Linked DNA regions of Oryza sativa: region 2 is linked to region 1. A link is a contact called in public ChIA-PET data. All regions are on one chromosome and are shown on one strand. Each heading gives the region's core, a stretch centred on a gene start, on an enhancer-like site or on the middle of the called end of the contact. The rest is flanking DNA. Distances are from core to core; before and after follow the strand shown.

The links. ChIA-PET counts read pairs in DNA pulled down with a chosen protein or histone mark.
Region 2: a contact with region 1 is called in an RNA polymerase II ChIA-PET map of leaf, with 7 times the contacts expected there. The contact joins the promoter of LOC4339367 here to the promoter of LOC4339365 in region 1. A contact is called at or near these places in 1 of 15 Hi-C or Micro-C datasets (seedling) and 4 of 4 datasets of contacts at active chromatin or transcription factors (leaf and seedling).

What each region holds. Positions count from the first base shown.
Region 1 is chr5:26,171,805-26,176,642 of ASM3414082v1, forward strand. LOC4339365 (auxin-responsive protein IAA18-like) reads right to left here and starts at 1,839. Exons shown (of 6, transcript NM_001420749.1): 1 at 1,314-1,839; 2 at 1,079-1,223; 3 at 238-500; 4 at 1-123. The coding sequence starts at 1,653. It overlaps LOC9271180, which reads left to right. Exons shown (of 6, transcript XR_010741488.1): 5 at 372-521; 6 at 3,425-4,176.
Region 2 is chr5:26,214,328-26,219,165 of ASM3414082v1, forward strand. LOC4339367 (phosphatidylglycerophosphate phosphatase PTPMT2) reads right to left here and starts at 2,898. Exons shown (of 6, transcript XM_015785069.3): 1 at 2,400-2,898; 2 at 1,679-1,801; 3 at 1,224-1,317; 4 at 740-822; 5 at 557-646; 6 at 1-422. The coding sequence starts at 2,645. LOC4339368 (mitochondrial-processing peptidase subunit alpha) reads left to right here and starts at 4,791. Exons shown (of 13, transcript XM_015784223.3): 1 at 4,791-4,838.

The DNA.
Region 1 (4,838 bases), core at 589-3,088:
TTCTGTCTCCATCATTGTCTTCATATACTAAAGTGTATACACCAGTTCCATCCAACAACCCTGAAAATATTTTGTCTTCTGCCCCTTGCTCTCCACTTTCAGCACAAGATAGATCTTTTTGAGCTGCAAAACAATGCTTTAGAACAATATACAGACCATTTAAAACAAAAGTATTTGGCTCCTTAAATGACTTAAAGTATTTGTGTTCAGTGGGCTTGGTGTTCTTTTTTTTTTTACCTTCAAGAAAACCACGGAACAACTCTTCAACAGCAGATGACAGCTTCTGGTAGCTGTCGTATATTTGAAGGTCTACTTTCCTTCCAATGGGGATCCCATCCATGTTGATTTTGACAAGAGGTCTCTTCTTGCAGATTGGCTTTGCCTTGTCATCAGCTTCGTCATTTTGTCGTTCAGGGGACTGTTTAAATGAACTGCCATTTGTGAGGTTTCTCCTGAAGGACCGGATTGGAGGCCAACCGACTACTGGAGGAATAGCACCTCTACATCAAATTAAAGCACTGGTAAATGATGGGTTTATTCATTTATTTTTGGAAAAATTGGGAGTCTGCGTATGTAGGTGGCGTAAATCATAAACCCATAATTAAAAGAACACACTGTTCCACTGATGGAAAGCATATCATTACTTAACCAATAAACAATGGTTTGAGCCACAATGAGTACTAGCCACAGAAAGTAACTACGTGGTTGATTAAAAGACAACCTTTTGGCAATTTAAATTGACTAAGGTTTCTCCTTTGAGTGGCAAAATTGACGATTAAACCATCATTCTAAGTATCAAAAGCCAAAATAAATATCACAAAATGCTCACGACAATTTATTCAGAAAGCCATGACCAACAAGTGGAACAATTTGAAAGATCTTAGCTCATTTTAGAATTAAAAAGAAAAGAAAAGAAGGGACCCTAGGAAAGCTGAATTCATAGGAAAGCATGAACTAACATTAAAAATATGTAATCTGTCAAAGTTACCCATGCTGTCACCATGCATGATGACAAGAAAAAAACAAGTATGGCTTCCATGGTAGAAAAGAGGATAAAAGGCAGTAAGTGTATTGTTACCTCCCCTGGGGGTTGCTGCTGTGCGCTGCAGCTGAGCATGGTGGTGAGGGACAGCATCCTTTCTTCCTCTCACCTGCCATATTTTCATCTCCTAACGTTAGCTCCTTCCCACATTCTTCTGTGTCCCGGTGGCTCTGATTATAACCTGAGGTAACAGAAGAGAAGATATAGAAAAAAAAGAACAGCTGCTCAAATTAAGGAACTAGAGTAAGCTGCTCGTTTTCCCTTGTCCTACCTTCTAGTGTGGCCCCAACAATCGCAAAAAATCCTCTCTTTGCCCCAGTTGTGCCGATGCTGGTGGTAGGCTTTGAATGTGTAGGGAAGCAACCGATGGATGGTTCTGAGGAACTCTCTCGTTGTTGCTGCTGTATCTTCTCTCTTGAATCAGCTGCTCTCTCTTCCTGTTGGACACCAGGGAGGCCGAGCTTAAGCTCTAGCTCCTTATCCTCATCGGCATCTAAGTTTGTGTTCCTTGATCCTTCTCCATCTGCTTCTTTCACCTTCCATTCTCTCCCGTCAGGGATGAGGTGTAGCAGCGTGGGAGGGAGGCCTTTGTCCTTGAATTCTTCTTCCATAGGACTTGATCTGCTATAGGAAATATGAATTCTCTAAGAAAAAGGAACAAGAGGAAAATCTTTGTGTTAAAATGAATAGATGGTGGTATGTGGAGCTGAGGAAGGACTACAGTGCCAATGTTAAGGGCTTCAACACTCAAAAACTCTACCATAAATGATATACTACATATGAAGTTGGGAAACGATGGGAAGAATGCAAGTATGCAGCTACTTGAAGAGTTCAGTTTTGCACTCAACTTAGGCCGGAGAAAGTGTCAAAACAAACGTGTAACATATTCTAAGGTCAAAGTGAAAGCTGGAAAGAGAAACCGGGAAGAGATAGGACTTGTGATCATCAAATCAATTCATGTCACAACCTCAAAGACGTTTTCGAGCAAGGGAAATGGAGCCTGCAACCATTTATTCGGCAACAAGATAAAGCACTTTCAAGTCTCGTGTCAAACTTAAGTCTTTCACGACGTGAAAGAGTGGCTACCAACTCATGTCCAAAAGCATTTTCGGATGGACGCGATGTAACTCGCCGAAATTAGCAGACAAAGAGATTCAAGCTCATGCACCTTGCAACCACTCAAGAATTAAGATAAGATCACGTAGCAGAGAACATCAACAGAGCAAGCACTCACCACTCACCAGACACCAAGAACAGCTGCAATAACCTGTCCAACTCTAAGGCTCAACAACTCCAGGAATGGCTATCAGAAGGCCAGAACTAACAAGAAGCAGCTAGCTTTTGTACTAGTGTGTGTGATGCCTGCCGTTCTTTTCTATTGGCCTGCTGCTTCCTAGTGCCCCTAGAGCTGAGCTCTCCTTTTTATCCTTGCACTTTTCAGCCTATCTGTTCTTGGCAAGCACGCAGTTGGATGGCTCAACCTGTGAATGATGCAAGTGTGTACTAGTAGGCATGTAGCACGGGTTCCTTTGCGTTCGTGTGTACGTGACCGTGTGTATGGGACTGGATCGATGATTGGGAGGGGGGCCAGGTGCACCGAGCATCGATCAAATGGATCTAGCGGAATTGAGATCACCTGCAGTTGTTTATGACTGCAACTTTCGCAGTCATACAACCATTGTTGGATCAAATATCAAGGGCTCAAATCACACAAAAGTACTGTTCATCAGATACTGTAGCAGATGAATCCTGTAGCGCGTACTGTAGCAAGTGATAACAAACAGTACTGGTACTAAATCATGGCCGTTGAAATCTTCGATCCGATGGTATTGAAGACCTAAGACTGCTAATTTTGCAGTCCATGTTCAAACTGCGTGGGATCCCAATCCGATCTAGCGACGCCTACGGGGTTATGGCTTATCCAGGCAAGTGGGGGGATTGGTGATGTGATGGATGCGGGGTTTGTTAGTATTGGTTTATTATATCATCGTGTAGTTGTTGTCGGATGGTGGTGGTGTCATGGTGACACATGCTGCAATGCTTCTTGTTCTTTCTTACTACACTGCCCTTCTGGGACCACTGTCGGCGTTGGGAGAATGCGTTTTCTCTTGATTTGATTTTCTGATCGCTGTCCACTTTGCATGTGCTGATTGCTGAAACTATGATTTTGATCCATGCTGATGAAGAACACGTACCTCCGGAGCTACGGTGTTACTTACTCTTATATAGCAACCTAATACTAGATTGAACAGATTTTAATCGTACGAATTTAATCAAGTACTAAGTTGTTATATAATTTTTGAAACAAAGGGAGGGAGTAATTTAATTTCGTTCATAAAGAGAGCATGGGTTCCCATCCTTCACAACTGCTGCAACTTGTAGGAACGTTCGCAACTTCGCATGAAGGTATAGTGCACGCCTACGTGTTGCCGCTGCAGGACGATGTATGCTCCTTTCCCTTGCTTGCCCATGACGAGAACTCAACAGAGGCCAGAAAACAGCTAGTGCACCGGAAACACAGATGCATGGTTGCGAGTAGTGCACCGGACGCACGCACGCGCCATGACATGGAGTATATTACTGTAGCACACTACGGGATAGTGGACTTTGTGGCAGCTAGCCTCGCCCTGGCGCGCGACGCGACCACGCGAGAGAGGCAGAGATAAGGAGTGGACTTTTGCGCGCGTGCGGCGCGTCCGCCACTGCGTCTCGTGGTCGCCGATCACGCGCGCGCCGGTGTAAGATCGAGAGATCAGATGGACGGTGTGGTACGGTACTCCGTATCCAGTGGTGGTCCTGGTCTACAGCGCTGGCGCGCTCTTTCCTCGCTCGTGCACGCAACGCACGCGCGAGCACCACCGCGGCTAGCTGCGCACATCGACGAGGAATCAGTGCGTTCGGTAGGCGGTAGCCCCTGTAGACGGTAGTGTGGCTCCGCACCGCAGCGACGACTCGCGGCGCCGAGGTGCGCTTTGGCGCAGACGGCCGACCGGCCCATGCGGGCACCGAATGGCGCTATCGAATATCGATCTTGGAGACTTGGACATGCAGGCTAAGACTGTGCCGGCAGTGTCCTGTGTCCCGGTCTTTCTTTTCTGCGATTTTGGACATCTACAGTTCTACACTTTCATGGACACGGCTCTGTTGATTTGCAACTGCAGGGTTCCGAGGTACACCGACCGTGTTTTCCAACTCGACCTGTTCGTTTTTGCCAGGAAGGCCCATGAGGAGCCTGAAGGCCAAATCATACCAGGTGCCAGTAGCCCACCACATAATAACGACATCCAGTTTCAACAGCGTCCATTAAGCAAGAAACCAAGTACAATGCTTCACTCTATTCTTAGAACCAGTGTAAATATACTCTCAAAACCAGGCAGTATTGAGAATAGTTTTGGGTGATGTGACATCTAAGTGGGCCAGGTGGCACTTACAATCAACAAAAAGAAATGAAATACAGTGGGACCCACGTGTCAGACGCAACAAAATCCCTACCCCTCTCTTCCCTATCTCCCTCTCCTTCTCTCTCTTTAGCTCTTCTCCTGTAGGCCGGCGCACCATGAAGGTGATACTGGTGGCAGTCCCAAAGGTGGTATCCACGACCAACAGGGAGAGGGCCACCATCCCTGCCGATTTCGGTTCTCCCTCACCTTCGCTGACCCCGCGCGCCTCCCTCATCGTTGTGCACCGTGCTCATCCACGGGGTTGTCCTGGTCGTTCCCTAGCGGCGTAGGCGCAATGCTCGCCTCGTCGATATGGCAAGAATCTGTGGTGCCCTCTACGACCCTACCAACACCGA
Region 2 (4,838 bases), core at 1,648-4,147, 44 kb after region 1:
AAGCAGGATAGCCTCCTAATCATGGGCTTCTGACGGATTACCACTTCCACTGATACAGTGTCACTGCTAGCATCGGCATAAGTTTCGTATCCCTCGAGATCTTCCTCTGTTACTACGACTGCATCGATGGACCTGCTGGGGCTTGAAGGCTTGGCTAGCATACCTTCCCATAACGGCAAAACAAAATGCTCGTTGTCGAATTCGGTGGTGAACCCATCAACTTCAGCCTCCACAATAGCTTCACTTGATTGTTCACTGAATCTTACTGGGTGGGTGCGGTTTGAACTCTGAATTTGATGGCAGCTGGAAGCGAGGCGACTAAATGGTTCACTCGATTCTTCACAAGATTTTGCCGAGTGAGTTTGGTTTGAGTTCTCGATTGAAAGGCATCTGGTGTTGAGATTGCTAAATAATTTAACAGCCTGTAGCAAAGAAGAAACGAACAAGAAAATTTATCAGAAACTTCAGGGATCTAATTATATGGACCAGAGCAGTGTTTATCAATTCGTCATTCAACTAGCACACGAAAGCATAAGAGATTAAGTGGGTTGCATGCCTGCCATTGAGATGGTGCTAAAAGTACTCTGGGCCTTACAGACCGTGCATGATCTAAAGCAGCTTCAGGAGTCATGTTCCTGTACTTAATCTGCAAGTTACACCAAAGATAAGATGCCATATATGAAACAAATAAAAATAATGCATACAATAAACATCACATGATTAATGCAGTTTCTCATACCAAATAGCATAAAACTATAGTGGTGCTTCGTCCCCTTCCAGCCTTACAATGTACATAAGTGCTACCACCTTGTGATGCATTTCCTGGAGAAGAAAAAAAAAACATATGCATAAATCCAATTTCTAGTGTAACTCAGAGTTGTTGTTCAAATGATGGTTACAATTCTGTCCAATCAAACGAATTTACTTTGGGGGCTTATCATCAGACATCAATATGCAAGACAACAGAAATGTCAAAGGATTTTATTACTCGAATAAAGAATGGTTGCGAAAGTCAAAAGGAAAAGTATTGCTCAAATAAAATCAAATACTTGAGAATGATTGCGACACATTGACATGATTTAATAAGATATCTTTCCTGCTCATAAAAATGATTTGAATACTACCAAAGTTCAACTGCAGTGCCCACCTTAATTCACTTAATCATCATCAAAGCAAACTGGTGCTGATAATATGGTTTAGAACGCATGGTGGATGGTACTTACGGTGAATAAAATCGACAGCTTGACAGATATCCTCTAGAGAAGGGGCAAATAGATAGTCCCTCGTGGGAATCTCGAGATGATTGATCCCGTGAGCCTGATAAAGAGAGGAAAAAACTTCTTATTGTTCAGAACAAAATTTGATACAAGCCTGCTTATGCCAAGTGTCATGCCGTGATGCCGATTACACCATGTATATTGAGTTAAAGAAAGGATATAGAAAATGGCCACAGCTTGTTTGCCCTGATATTTTGAATGTACATATAGAATATGAATGGTAAAGATGCACGAGACAAGTGGATCCTGGTGTATGAACTATATATATTGAACTTCAAGTATGGGGCTTAACTGTTCACAGATGAAAACAAGAACAGTAGATAAAAATATGCACGCACAAAGATCTTGATACATGCCAAGAAAATCTGCAGCTACAAAATCAGGTGAAGGTATTTATTTACCTGGTATAAGGATGTTGGAACCAGAGTTTCATACGATTCATTCAGTGTGACAACGCCCCTTACTCCAAGTTGCTTGAGATGCGGTACATCACTAGAGAAAGGGACAGCACCTAGCAAAACATACTGGAGATGGGAGGTGGGAAGAAAATCAGTACACACCATCCAATGAACAGAAGATCACCATATTGTTTGATGAACTGTTCAAATTATCAGATACTAGTTTAAAACTGCATGCATCGTGCATGGATGGTAGACAGAGCTAACAATGAAAGTAGGAAATAAAAATTGGAAAGGATTCCTATAGGTTATCAGTAGCTGGTCAAATTACTCATATTGGTCATACCATAGCTCTAGACCTCAATAGGATCACTAATCAAAATCCCTATAACCATCCTTCAAGAGTAATCACAAGCGTAAGTGATACAAACATAACACATGCGAATCTACATGATATTGGTACAATTCAGAATGTTGATTTGCTCGAAAGTGTAGTATTGGACCCAAAAAATCAGCCGCAGGCCACATACTGTGAATTTACAACCTGCTTATCAAGCATTGGAGGGTAACAAAGCAAGCACAATGAATCAACTCTGCTCAAGGACCTGGAACTATGCCTACACTGATCGTCCCCAATATCCATGAGTGAAATTAAAGCACCAAATCGCTCCAGAACGACAAGGTGCAGTATATTGGGAGAGAGATGAGGGTAAGATTAACACACCTGGTCGATGCGATCCCACCACCGGAACTCAGACTCGAACCGGTTGCGGAGGACGTTGTAGAGCAGCGTCGGGTAGAACAGCACCCTCGCGCCGGCGCCGACGAGCGCGCGCTTCGCCCTCAGCCGCACGACGGCGACCACCTCGCCCCCGCCTCCGCCCCCGCCCCCGCCCCTCGCCTCCTCCCGCTCGTCCTCCTCCGCCTCCTCCGATCCCCCGGCGCCATCCCGCAGCTCCCGTATCCTCATGGCCGCAACAATCGGGAGCGCACCAAACCCTAGAAGCCGACTCGCCTCGTGGAATTCTCCTCCTGCACCGCTGGATTTTGGGGATTTTGGGTTGGAATTGGGGAGAAGAATTCGCGGATCGGGACTCGGGAGGTGATTAATCTCCTAGTGCCTTCGAGACGCCACAAACGGGTAGGGCCGCTCCGAACTAAGCCCAAGGAGGAGGACGGCGACAGCAACAGGTGGCGAATTACGCTGCGATAAATCTGCTTTCGCCATTGATTTGGCTCTTGATTATGCTTATTATGCAACTCTATTTGCATACTACACCTTCTTTTTTCTGTGGGGGAGCATATTGGTCCTTTTGACTGTTACATTGGGCTTCATTGCCAAAAAAGAAAAAAAAAAGCAACTGATCATTTTTGGTAAAGTCAAAAATTGGCAATGCTAAAAGTTTGTAAAATTTTGGCAACATAAAGATATGAAAGTGATGTTTAATTTGATGCCTTACCAAAATTTAGTATAGTTTTTATGAGTAGAAGTTCCTAGAATTACCAAATGTTGGTAGGGATTGAAAAGGTTACATGGTAAAGTCTTGTTTATTTTGTTGTCTTACCAAACTTTGATAATACCAAACTTTGGTATGGTTGATTTTAGTAATAAATTGAATAAGCCCATAATTCCATGCGGAATTGCTATTATATACTATTCTTAATTGTTGCTCTCTACTGTTAAAGAAAGTTCACTGCACTAGATTTTAAAACACTGTTTTATTGGATGGAACATTTAGTTAAGGGTATTTGTGGAGCTACAACAATGTAATTAATTAATTTCAGTTTGTTATTCACGGAAGATTCATCCAACTACCATAATTCGTGGAAAAAAAACAAATTTCATAACATAAATGAATAAATGGTATACTACGGTACCTTTTCCGTTTCGATTTACCATATGGTATTATTTACGCGTCTTGTTTATTGTCCGATTTTGTTATACACATTTTGTTATGAACCACACCAAGACAAGTTTGTGGAGTCCAAGTTGTGCCTTAATTAGCCCTCACCAGGTCTATGAATATTACATTATAATTTAGACATGTTTAGATTCGTACTATTTATTTGCCATATCAAATATAAATAATTATGGGGAGAGTTATTTCGAGCCATAGATTTACCATTAAGCTCTTATATTGTTCTTTTGACACAATAAGCTATTATATTGTTTATACCCACACTTCATCAATCCATTGGCTATCTTTTTTATCGTGGGTGCATCAAAATGTTTTACTATAGTTCCCTAGATTTTGTGGTGTGCCAAACCAACATGTATAAAAATGTAAGAATATACATGAAGAGCAACCAAATTTGAACCAAGAACTTCACAATCCAGTACTAAGATATAGCCATATACTTTGACACGAAGGTTTAAAAGTAATAAGAGCGTAGCCGTCATAGCGTATCACATAAACTAATTGAAAATATGTCACATTCAAATATTTCAAAACATCCTTTTCAATACGAACGATGAAATCAAGCTTTGATTACTCTAAAAAAACCATGTAGCTTGTTAGACTTCCTCACCCGGACTTAGTAGATAGATCGCTCATAAGCCTGGTTGGCCAAATTCTTTCTATTGTCATCGTGTATACGGAATCGACAACCACTCCCTTAGAAAAATCGTCCATGAGACCAATGACATGGTGTCATGGAAGAAATCTGCCAAAGGAAGAGCAGTAAAACGAGCATGTTCAGGAGGGCAGAATTGCAAAACTGCCTAATCACTTTCCCCCATCGCCGGTCACCGCCTCTGCTTTCTTTTTGGTTCGGAACACGTCACGTTGACGGCGACCGGGCCAGCCTAATTACCCAACCCATCGCTTTCGCCCCGTAGCTTCCACAGATCGGCCAGATGCCAAAACCCACGCAGCATATTCCCATCGTGCAACGCCTGTGCGCTCACAGCCGTCAGATCAAAGATCGGACGGGACGGGGCGCTCCGTGCCGACTCGGAAACCGCTTCACGCTCTGGCCTGGGCCCCGCCCCCGCGTTCGGAACATGGGCTGAACGAAATATTATTCTGGCCCATTTGATCCCCACGGCTCGCACCATGTGGGCCGAGCCCGAGATTGCAGTCAATTACGGCCCACGAAGAGGCGGATGCGAGTCGTCTTCATCTCGTCCGACGCTTCAACCCGCACCGATCCTGCGCCACCC